Regions from separate parts of the Hordeum vulgare genome. Here region 2 is linked to region 1. Evidence: chromatin contacts called from public Hi-C data. All regions are on one chromosome and are shown on one strand. Each heading gives the region's core, a stretch centred on a gene start, on an enhancer-like site or on the middle of the called end of the contact. The rest is flanking DNA. Distances are from core to core; before and after follow the strand shown. Region 1 has its middle 14 kb from the start of LOC123448397. Region 2 holds the start of LOC123448398 (peptide chain release factor APG3, chloroplastic).

Region 1 (6,603 bases), core at 2,446-4,945:
ATTTGCTCTATGTAGGCCCTTCCTCCCCTGATCTACTCCCATGGATGCCGGTAATGCCCTATTTTTCTCTTGTTCTTAGATTCTTTTCTTCGAATCCTCATTGGTTAGGGCATTGTTCGGCTCCCGCGTTTTTTAGTCAAAACTATTGGAGGATAAGATCCTATATGGACTTAAAATTACTCGTGATGAGTAGAAACAAATTAGTGGTGTATTTATCAGATCCGGATGCACCGATTCCCCAGCAGCGGTTGTGGTACAACCACTTGCACTTGCCGTACAACCGTTGTTGTGGTACAACCGCTAGGGTGACTGGTTCAATCAAACCCTGTAATTCCCGCCCCACCGATTCTTGTTTCTCCTCTGGAGACATAATTTATTCCTACTTTTGCATACAACCCTTTCATATTTTACGGGTTTCTTTTGTGTGCTCCTCTTGCGTGTCTCTGCAGGTGGCTCTGGCTCTCGTTCTGCTCCTCTAAAGAACTCCAAGAAACGTGCTCGTAGGTGTAGGCTTGTTGTTGACCCCGAGAAAGAGGAAGTTGTGATCCCTACCAATCCCACTCGTCGTGCGAAGTTCTTGGCCGCCAAGCAAAAATCTGCCAAGCCACTGTACTCCTGGAAGCAAGCTGATTGGGAGCGGGTTTGTTTTCAAAATCCTTATGTGGTCCCCATTGTTCCCGGCTGGACCTCCCCTCATTTTCGGAATGATCTACAGTTACGGATTGTGCATGAGCTCTGTGACCATCACAAGAACAAGTTTGCCAAGCCATGGACAAATGACATAGAGCACTGGAAGAACAATATGAATTACTTTGGAGAGGCATTTGCACTATGTGAAGACTTGGACTTGATCAAGCTCATGACTCTCATCTGTCCCTTTGACGTGCAGCTCGTTCACCTGTTCTATGCCACTTTTCACTTTGGCACTGATGATGCCCGTAACCTTACCTTCATGTGTCGTGATGAGGTTTTTGAGGTCTCGTGGCGTGCCTTTTGCAATGCACTTGGTTATGATGATACTGGCCTCAAAGGGAATGGCCGCATCCGTCCTCATGATTGGGCTGCTTCTATGCATAAGGTGAAGTTAGCCCCCTTGTACATTCCCCTACGTGGGATTTCTGGAACCTGTGAGAACCTATCGCCGATACATGATATTTTGCACCTTGTTTTACGGAATGTTCTTGTGCCCAAGGTTGAAAATCAAGATGAGATTCATGGATAATTTGTTGATCTGCTTGTTGCCATGCACACTGAAGCTGGCTCTCGAGATACGTTTGATGCTTCCAAATTGTTGTGGGAGGAGCTGTACTCCAGGGTCTTATACAGAAAGATCCCCACCTATGCTCCTTTCATCATGTTTTTCCTGAACTTTGTGTGGGTTGTTCGTAGGCCTGGTGAGCCTCTCACTTCTCCAGAAAACCTCACTGAGCATGAGGTCAAGCGACTCCAGAAGAAGAAGCATCTTGCACCTCGCTCCCCCGCTGGTGAACCTGAGGATGCTTTTGCTACTTCCAGTGACAATGATTTTGAGCTTCCTCGAGGATCCAAGCCATCTTCGGTCTCCACGCTCTCGGAAAGTTAAAGAAGACCTTCTGTGTAACAGCCCAAGACCAACGCTCGAGAAGATTCCCCTTTTATTCCGTTGTCGGCGTGTGATTGGTTTGTTTGTTGCATTCATCATCGCATCATGCACATCATCTACATTGCATCGACACTCCGTTGATGCCAGTTTTCAAAACTACATCCGTTATCAGTTGCCGGATCCCTCCGTTTTTGTCGTCGACCGTTTTGAGACCAACCAGACACGCACGCGCCCGCGTCATCGATAAAATATTATTTTTAAAAGTGTGTATGAAACTTTCTTGAATTCAGTTCAAACTTGGCATGCGGTCTTAATAGTGTGTAGGTAGGCCGCCTGTCAAATTTCGTCGCAATCGGAGTTTGTTTACTGCCCAAACTGTTAAACCTATAGCGGCACTGTAGTCGGTCCAACGTCGAACGTTTTCGTTGTTTTAAACCCTGATGCCGAGCTGCTCGCTTTCCCTGTATTCTACGCCTAGCGCCTCTACATAGTGCACCGACCTCCACGCAACCTAGTCCTAAATACCCACCCGGACCCGAACCCAACGTTTGTGACCGTTGGATCCGGATGAACCCCGTAATACCCTAAGTCGTTACTGATTTATACATTGGAGTCCCCTAGCCTATATAATCTCGATCGTTTGATTTCAATCGAAGGGTTGAGATAGCCCTAAGCCAACCTACCTCGTGTATATAAATGTGTAGAAACCCTAAATTCTACTCCCTCCGTTCCTAAATATAAGTCTTTTAAAAGGTTTAACTAGGAGACTACATACGGATGTATGTAGACATACTTTAGAGTGTAGATTCATTCATTTTTGTTCTGTATGTAGTCCCCTAGTGAAATGTTTAAAAAGACTTATATTTAGGAACGGAGGGAGTACGAGGTCTATCCCATCCATCCCTACAACGCCGCCGCTCTCTCCATTTCCCCTCATGTTCAGCACCGACCCAACGAGAGAATCTCCTCCCAATCCAAAAATCCATCCATGAGAGCCGCTCCTGCTTATTCCCCTCAATCGACCGCATAGCCCAGTCTCCATCACCTTCCTTGGACTAGTCCAGACACCACAGGCAACCAAGGTCGCAACCTCGCTCTTGTGGCCGAGTGCCCGGCGACCCCAGCTCCGCCCCGTCTGCAAATGCCGGGGAGCCGCACGAGCTCGCTCCGCTGCCGCGCCCTCAAGCAATCCTCGTCCGCGGCGACCGAAACCTCAAGCCATAGCCTCACATGGATAGGAGTGCCACATCCCGCCGTGGTACCCAGCGCCTCCGCCGGAGGGCTGCCTGATTCCGTCGGAGCTGCTCCCCGCCACTCTAGCACCGACACCGTTGCCTCGAACCGCCGCGAGAGCACGTCCCACCGCCATCTATGCCCTAGCCAGTAGCAGCAGGTCCACAAGCCCCCCGCGCCGTACTCTCCTTACCCCATCTCTCTTTCATGTCGCACTCTCTCTATGTCCCGATTGCGCAGGAAGCCACCGTGGATGGGCACAAAGCTTCAACGCCCTTGCTCCCGCCCCGTCCAGCTCGCTCGTGCACGCCAGCCCCGCCTCCGAGCTCCTCCCATGGCGTGGCTGCGGTTCCCTTTGCTTCAGTCGAAGCGCGTCGTAGCCAGCAGATGGGCCACCAGGACGACTTCGCCCCAAGGGTCTCCCGAGGCTGCAAAAGCAGCAAGCTCCGCCGCCCACGACTAGATCCGCCGGCGTGCTTGTCGATCCGGCCGCCCCAGTATCGCCATGGCTGTCGGCCCCTTCGTTTCCGCAGTGAGCAAGTCCGTTCATAGCTGAAACTCGGTTTCTGTTTCAAGTTTCGCCAGTCAACGCCTTGTATGGGTTATGAAGTGCTAATTTGTTTCTGTTATCGACGTTCTAGTGTAGCGTACTCGTCATTCATGCATGCATGCATCCGCGAGGTTCTGTGTTTGAGTCCTGCACGCACCAATTTTTTCCTGGTTTCTGTATTTGTTTCTCTTTGCACCCATGCTCACACTACACAACGGAGAACCTGCACCTTTGAAACATAGATAGAGTTAGCTCAGTGGCTTAGTGTTGATCATTTAGGCCAGGTGATCTGGGGTTCAAATCCCACACACACCCATTTTTGGTTTGTATTTTATTTTGTTATTCGGTGCCCCTGTTTGCTATAGGTTCAGATCCGTTTAACTAGATGGATTATCCTGTGTACCCCTTTCCACGATGAGCAGCTAGTCATTCCAGTTGGTTGTCCCATTGAGCCAACATCGTCCCCACGGCCTCTCTTTTATTTTCACCCTGTGTATTTATTTTTGTTTTGCATGCACGTTGCATTCTTGTCATATGATCTTGTGTGGCCCGTATCTTTTAGGCCGTAACTCCGTTGGAGATGAGCTATATGTGTATACCGACTAGGATAACGTGTAGTATCACATGCTTCACCTCTTTCATGTTAACAACATTTTAAAAGTGTCGTGTACCTAAACGGGAGTGAACTAAATAATCCATATGTGGAGTTTCATCAATATGCAACTCGTTGCATATTGAGCTTCACTTAATATGTAGTGCTTGGCTGTTGTGAATTGTCATGCCACGCCTTGCATAATTGAAATGAACATGCATCATATTAGGTTGTACATCATATCGTGCATGTGCTGTGTTGAATGTGTCTTGTGTTGACTCTTGTCTCCAGTTTGCTTCGTCTCGATAGAGTTCCGTAAGCGTGTTGGAATGAGAGGATCCATTCGACTACGTCGGTTTGTCTGCTTCACGGGTTCGTTCTTCTTCCAAGCAGGATCACAGACAAGATGATCATTTCCCAAGATACCATTACTATCAGTGCCATGCTAGTTGTATCATTTCTTTTCTTATGTCTCGTTGCCTACCATCTGTTAAATGTCAGCCTCTCAACATTGACATGAAACCTTCAACCTTTCTACAACCTAGCAAACCACTGATTGGCTATGTTACTGCTTGCTTAACCGTGTGTTAGCATTGCTATTTGCAGGTGTCTTCCATGTGATAACATGGGTTCCTTGTTATAGCACCATATTATTGCTAATTAAGTTAATGCACCTATATACTTGGTAAAAGGTGGAAGGCTTGGCCATCTAGGCTGGTGTTTTGTTGCACCTTTGCCGCCTTAGTTTCGGCTACAGAGGTTAGGTTACATAAATGAGTGCTCCTAACATGCTTGGGGTTCTTATGGGGACCCCCTTGACTTTCGTTGTGGGATAAAGCTCATCTGGCAAGGCCCAACATTAGTACTATATTTGCCAACATAATAATACTGATAAGTAATTTGCTGCGTAGGGAGTTAGCGCTACCCGAGGAGTAATTAAACATAATACATGAGGGGCAATGTTGCTGGTGTTGGTCCCAAACATTGACACTTACGGGTCCAATCGGGGCAACTCGGGGGATTTCTATCCAGCCACTATAGATATTGCTCATCCGTCGTAACCTAAGAATGAGATATGCGGCTCCTATCGGGATCGTCGACATGCGGGGCGGCCTTGCTTGACTTGTTTTGACTTTCTCGAGCGTCTTCTGTGAAGGATTCCGAGGATTCTTTGGGCTATCTCGAGGTTGAGGTTTTCCAATAGGAACCCGAGGAGATGATGGGTTTTTCCTGATCGAGGTTATTCTATCGCAGCGTGTGGTAGTTTGTGATGGACTAGTTGGAGCACCCCTGCAGAGTTAAATCTTTCGGAAAGCCGTGCTCGCGGTTATGTGGCAAACTTGGAAACTTTGTTTAACATCCGGTTCTATATAACATGAAGTAAACTTAATTAAAACTTGCCAATTGTGTGCGTAAACGTGACTATCTCTTCTAGTGAGTTTTGTATCCGGAAGAGAACACGGTGGGGTTATGTTTGACGTAAGTAGGTATTTAGGATCATTCATTTGATCATCAGTAGTTCACGGACATTATGCGTAGATCATCCCCCTTTTATTCTTGTACTTGTAAGTTAGCCACCTCAAATAAATGCTTAGTCGCTTGCTGCAGCCTCATCACTTAACCATACCTTACCCATTAAGCTTTGCTAGTCTTGATACCTTTGGAAATGAGATTGTTGAGTCCCCATGGCTCCCAGATTACTACAACTACATTTTCAGGTACATGTACAGTAATACTTTGACGTGAGCACGATGATGGTTCTATTTGGAGTTTCTCCTTCTTCTCCTTCATCGATCTAGGATGGGTTCCAGGCCGGTAGCCTGGGATAACAAGGATGTACATCGTTCTTTTATCGTTCGTTTTCGTCCATAGTCGGACCCTTCTCTTATTCATGACGACTATATGTTGTTGTACTGATGTGAAATTGTTGTAGCTTGTGGCAAGTGTAAGCCAATTTCATATACTCATCTCTTGAGTACTTGTACATGTAATGATATCCAGTCTTGCGAAACGACGTGATACACTTCTATCCCTGTCGAGGCCCTCATCCCAAAATAAGGATATGATCGCATCTTGGGCGTTACAAGTTTGTATCGGAGCAGTACCGACCTAGGAGCCCCCATGATTGGTCAAACTTGGCCGAGTCGAGTCTAGTAAAAAACTGCTTTGAGTCTAGTTATATGACGGAGAGTAGGATTTTTGTTTCTCCTCTTCTATGCTCTGGTGAGGAATTTTGACATAAGAATTTTAATTTTACTCCTCTTCTCACTCAATTGTTTTTAGGATCACGTGAATATTTTTGGAATCTATATGATGTTGATGTGACGGAGTTCTGTCTTGGTGCCTCTTGTCTGACATGATTTCTTCCGGGGAGTTGAGCTCTAGGGGATTCTTGAGCACATCGTTATCATTCAGATTTCTTAGTGTCTTAAGACGGAGGATGTTTGAAATTTCTTCAATGCTAGTAGTGGCGAGAGGAGTCCGGCATCCCCAGTACTAGTGGAGAGAGTTCGAATGTACTGCCATACTTAGTATCATTGTGTTTTCGAGGGTCTGACATAGATGATTTTTCGAGATCTCTGGTTATGTGATGACGGATGTGATACACTCGATGGGTTAGTGTTATTGCTAGGAGTTGAGTGATGG
Region 2 (5,904 bases), core at 357-2,856, 120 kb before region 1:
ATTCCAGCTTCATCACCTCCAGTGCCAGCTCTTACTGCAGAAACAAAGAAAACAGATTTCGGTTACGAAATATTGAACTAGAGCTGAGGCAATTGTAAGTTAAACACTTCCGCGGTATGGCACTCTTAAGTAAGTTTTTCCTGAACTGAATTGAAGAGAATTGGTAATAATAAAAATGCCCTAGTTATCATATTTTTACTTGCCTAAATTAGTAGTGATAAAACAATTGCACATGGTCAAAGCAACTGCCTAGATTTATTATTATTATTATTATTATTATTATTTATTTTTGCAGAGAAACTGCCTAGATAAGTTGATAGGATCAGATGGACACTTGGAAACCAACGGATACCTTCAAGTAAGATGTTACGTGAATTTAGAGGGTCGCTTGGAAGCAGAAGTACCTAACATGAAAAGGTAAGCGCAATAAGAAGTACTTCAACAAGTATAAATCAAAAATATCTGCATACCTACCGTCAGTCTTTCCTCGAGCTCTGCAAGCTGATCAGAGAGAGACTCCAGCTCTGAAGCTATCATCTCAGCCATATCAGGGTCATCTCCATTCTCTTTTTGCAAAGCTATCATGTTGGTCAATAAAAAAGTATATGAACATCCAGTCCTTAAACCAAGGCAAAATAAATACTGAAGCATACCAACCTTTTGTTTCTTCAATCTGCCTCTCACATTCCTTAAATTCCCCATATGCCGTCACAACCTGAATATTTTTCATAAAATATCGATGAATTTGGGAGAAGATACCCATGCACAAGCAAATGGCACTCGAATTATGCCAAATATACCTCTCCCAGATTGGAAACAGACTGTGCAAGTTTTTGGTATTCGCCCGGATCTGAGACAATGTCAGGGTCACCCAATCTAATCTGAAGAAGATACTCATTCATTAGGATCCCATGCATGGTAAATTCATAATATATGAGAATGAAATATAAAGTTTCATACTTGTATGAAAGAATCAAAATTTAAGTTGTATATAGCATATCGCTTTCCTCCAATAATGAGACTAGCTTTGAAAATTTTGACTTGGGTGCCAAAATATTTTTATAACAGAACTTCAAGTAGGAAATTTTATAAGGATTAAAATTGTAGAAAATCCCTACGAAATAAACAGGCTCTAAAAGGGTTTGTGGGAATTCAAAAAGTACTTGCAGTGAACAAAGAAGTACGGTCTGTGAAAAAAAAGAGTACAGAACCATACCGACATTTCTTTCCATGCCTTCTCTGTAGAATCCAACTTTGATATGAGATGTGGCTCCTACACAAAAATACACAACATATTACGACCCTCGCCTATATATCTTCAAGAACTGGCCAGCAACAATGAAGCAAGGTAAGAGGAACCATACCGCCATGCAGACCACGGAGGCGGAGGAGGGCTTCCTGTGCCGTGTGCCGAGAAAGAAGGGGCTGGGGTGCGGGCTCCAGGCGGTGGGTACGGCGGAAGCTCGAGGCGGCGCCCGGAAGCCGGTGAGGAAGGCCTCCATCTTTTCCTTTTTCTGCCGAGGAAGAGGACGAGAGGTGGTGATGGGGAGTTCAGGATAGAACAAAAAGGTGCAGAAGAGCTCCAGCGGTTCTCTGCCTTGAGATTAGTGCCTATATCTTTTGATGGTTCTCTGCCTTGATTCGTGTCCGTGCCTTGAGTGGTTCTCTTTCTTGAGATTGGTGTGCCCCAGCCTTCGGTGGTTCTCTTTCTTTTTTCTTTTGAGGAAGGTGGTCCTCTTTCTTGAAATTACTACTCTAGATTCGGCCTAGGTGTTCGGTATTTATTTTCATACTAGTAAAAGGGTCCGTGCGTTGCAACGGAAGAAAAAAATAACACACGCTTGTAACCTTTTATAATCATTTTGATTTATTAAAATAATAAGCTAACTAACTAATGTAGTCAGTTCTATCCTATTTTATTGAGAAATCAACCCGTCCATCGTTAATTCCACCATGATAAGAAATTGAGGGGGACAAGCAAAGCAAAACAAAGAGGCTACGTGAATTGATCAAGGGACTCTTATCTTATTTCACTCATGGGGTAGAGAATGTGGGATGAGATGACAAACTGAAGGTGGTGTTCCATTCTCTCTCTCTACAACAATGCAATCTTACATTCAATACATTCATTCATCAGCAAACAAATTCTCACAAAACAAAAATTTCTTGTCGGTGCTTGGCACACGGTTGGATGCATGGGGAGGGGATCTCACCAGATGATGAGTTCCTGCCGAAGGAGGGGATACGATGAGGGGAGCAAAGGTTAGGCGCCTCTATCTGGTCATAAGGAGTCGTCGTTGTCGCGCCATAACCTCGGAGTTCCCCGTGTGAGCCATGGAGGCCCGCCTCCACCTGCAAGTACTTCGCTCCGCCGCACCTTATCCGCGCGCCACCGCCGTTCTGCATCGAGCAAACGCATCATCCCAAGTCGTTGCAGCTGTCGCGTTGATTTGATCCAGAAGCTGTGCTCGAGCGCCGAAACAGGGGCAACAAGCGGGCAGAGGTACGACCACGGAGGCGGGCGGGTTGAGATCGACAGCAGTGGTTGAGGTCGGCCGCGGCGGCGAGTGGTGTGGTGGATGCCTGGGCACAGGCAAGGATGGACCAGGGTCGATGCGATGCGCTCGAGCGTCGCAACGGGGGCAGTGAGCGGGGAGAGGTACAGCCGCGGCGGCGAGTAGTGTGGCGGCGGCCTGGGCATAGGCCAGGGTGGCCCAGGGTCGACTGGAGGAGGCGATGCGTACGGGTATAATTTTTGCAGCGAATCGTTTTTTTCTTTTGCGTTGCAGATAAATGATGGAGCATGGGTTGAATAACAAAAATTACAGGGGCTCTTTTATAAAAATGCCATGGTGGGTTTTCCGACGGAAGCAATAGCCGCTTTATTATTAGGGGAACGCTACGCGTCCGCCGGATGATATTAAAAATTATCTGTCACCTAGCTAGTCGTCGGATGCCGATCTAACGCCCGCATCCCCGCCACATGGTCAGTAGTTATTTCCTGAAATGACGCTCGAGTTGCGGAAACTTTCGCTTTGTTGCAAGAAATAAACTTTGGATCCGTTAATTCCTGAAACAACGGTCGAGTTTCACAAACAATTTGCTTGTTGTAGATTTTTTTTTCTTCGTCTTTTTGTAACATAGGTATTTTTACAAAGAATTTTTTGCAACAACGGTCGAGTTTGAGGAATTTTTGCAACGAAAGTCACGTTGCAGCCGGGACCCATGCTCAACGGAGAGTCGGACGCGCGAGCAGGGACGCATCTCCAGCGAGGCAGAGAAGCTCCCCGTCGGCGGGAGCTCGCCGGCGTCCGCGCCGCACACCTCCCCGTTCGCCGCCCGAGGTGGGGATCAGGCGAGGTGGGGATCCGGCGAGGGGCTGGATCTCGTCGGCGAGGTGGGGATTCGGCGAGGACCGACGGCGGCGGCGGTTCGCCGCACTCCGACAGGCTCGTCCCCGGTAGTAGAGGAGCCACGACGAGGAACCTGGAGTGCTCCAGCTTTAGCCCCCGTTCCTGAAACAACGCTCCAGTTTCGAAAAATGATTCATGATCGAGGCGAGATCCAATGGACGAGCGGACGATGGATGGATCAACCGGTGGGATGTAATCTTTTCCCTTATTATTAGGTATAGATTTGGTTTTCAGAATTGGAAACCGAAAATAAGAGTCCATAATAGCAAACGGAAATTTGGGTTAACCGATAAATTCGGTTCAGTATCGGTTTATACCGATGTGCCAAGACATTAGCAGTGCATTTTACCAGTCACGTTAGCCTGTTATATAGACAAGTTGCTCTCACCTTCTCCTCAAACAAACGAGGTGGGACTAAACGAGGTGTGCAAGGTGGGACAAGTTGCCGGCCTGTCGCTCCGCTCCACAAAGTTAACTCAAAAAAATATTAAAAAAAGAAGCCCACAGGGTTGCGTGGGTAAGCTTCTTTTGGGCCTTGCATGTTACCTTGGTTTTAGGCCCTCCACACGTGGTATTTTTATTCGCATCTAGCATTCAATGTGGTCACGCACGGGAAAAGATATACATGCAGGCTGCAACAAACTTCAGTTTCCATTATGGTTAACCGAGTTACTACCGAACCAAACCGAAGTTTATTTGTTTTTTGAGTGTACAAACCGATTTTTTTGCACCAACGTTAAAAACCGAAAATTCAGTTTTTTCGGTCACGGTTTCGGTTCGGTGTTCGGTTCATTGGTTTTTATGCCCACCCCTACTCTAGATGACACCCGACACATTGTTGCGAGAATATATGCTAAAAATAAAGGGTCGTAATATTCATCACACGTATGACATCTAAGGTGTATCAGAACCGCCTGCACGCGCACGTCTGGGCGTCCCCCCTCCCGCTGCCGCCCGCACGTCAGGTCTTGCCATCCTGCGGCCCGCACGACCAACGTGTCGTCCCTACCCCCCCCCCCCCCCCAGGGTAGCCACCCCACCACCAACCCTCTCCCACCTCCCGATCGACAGTCTTCCACTACCTCTCTCCTCTTGGTTCACAAAGTGCCATGGCAACCACACGAGAACCCTAGCGCCTCCTCGACAAAAAAATCGGGCGACGAAATCCACAAAGGTGAGACACCTTGTGGATCCAGCCATTCTCCTCTCCCGTCCCCTTACGGATTTCCATCTAAATTGTCCTCGTGGATCCGAGTTGTCCTAGATTTTTGCCACATGGATCCAAAACCTCATGGACCCGGACGTTTTCCTACCCCTCCCAAATCAACGAAGTTGCCATCGTGTGTCCTAGATTTGATCTGCAAATTGCTTGCCATCAAAGTCTGTAGTAGCTGGAAATTTAGGGTTGCCATCGAATCGATCTACTCGAAAGTAAGATCAGATGCATTTAGAATCGAAGGGGTGGGGAAATAGGTTGGTATGGGGGAGGGGCAAGCTAAAGGAGAGGTTTTCGTTAGGACATTGGAGGAAAAAATTACCGCCCAACTTTGTTGGAAGTTGCCACCCGATTATAGAAGTAGTTGCCGCCAATTCTTCATGGTAGTTGCCATCCCACGTGTAGAAATACTATGCAGAAGGATACATTGTCAAAAAGATACACGACTTCAATGTTTAATTGCCATGCTACGTTAGGGGTGTATGACATTCATACCATAAGACTCTCGTGACTCTTTTAGTTGAACTGAAAAAATATTATGGAAAGAATAATGCATACTCATGCATGGCGTGATTGACCATTCTACAAGAGTTGAAAAAGAAGGGAAGAAGAAAAATGGATCCTGGAGACGGGTCTAATCCTTGGTTTTTTGGACAACCACAAAGCGCCCTCTTGAGATGTGCTAGGGTACAATGAACTCATTTCAGCAGGTCCATTGCTGCCACTACTACAACAATACGCAGACATGGGTGGGTTACGCGATGGGAAAAGTCATATTTGTCATGTTCGAAAAGATAAAAAAGGCATGTGTTTTATATTTACGTTGACATGTTCGCGGGATCTTACGATACAACCACACACGAGGAGCCGTGTGGCAAGCTGCGCCACAAGGAGCTATCAGTGCTACATATGCACGACATGAACTACAAGTAGCACATGTGGCAAATCAAGGCATTGTGAACCCAAAAAAAATTATGACATCTAATTAATGTGACAAAAATAAGAAGCATGCCAACAAAAATGTTGAGATCATCAAAACAGTAAAAAAGGAGCATCATTGTGGTGAAATGTCAAACTTACAAATTTTCAAAACACGGGAATGACACGTCTTCAACGTATCAATAATTTATGAAGTATTCATGTCATGTTTATCTATGTTTATAATATTTTTATATGGTTTTGATGCACTTTCAGAACTAACCCGAACTTATGTATTCTCAGGACAATTACTATGGGCTTGTTTGTGTGTAGAAAATAGAAGTTCACGGAATCACC

The links. A called contact is a pair of places that touch in the nucleus more often than the background predicts.
Region 2: a contact with region 1 is called in a Hi-C map of leaf, with 2.6 times the contacts expected there. The contact joins the promoter of LOC123448398 here to the enhancer-like site in region 1. A contact is called at or near these places in 5 of 6 Hi-C or Micro-C datasets (leaf, seedling and an unstated tissue) and 1 of 1 datasets of contacts at active chromatin or transcription factors (embryo).

What each region holds. Positions count from the first base shown.
Region 1 is chr4H:209,645,718-209,652,320 of MorexV3_pseudomolecules_assembly, reverse strand. No RefSeq gene overlaps it. Among protein-coding and RNA genes, the nearest start is that of LOC123448397, 14 kb to the right of the region's middle. Within about 2 kb of position 3,695, at least 2 of the 3 cell types and tissues checked have open chromatin away from gene starts, as enhancers often do. A contact at or near this core is called in leaf, where this site is marked.
Region 2 is chr4H:209,765,655-209,771,558 of MorexV3_pseudomolecules_assembly, reverse strand. It overlaps LOC123448398 (peptide chain release factor APG3, chloroplastic), which reads right to left and starts at 1,606. Exons shown (of 14, transcript XM_045125255.1): 1 at 1,365-1,606; 2 at 1,217-1,273; 3 at 801-881; 4 at 658-715; 5 at 471-578; 6 at 1-34. The coding sequence starts at 1,502.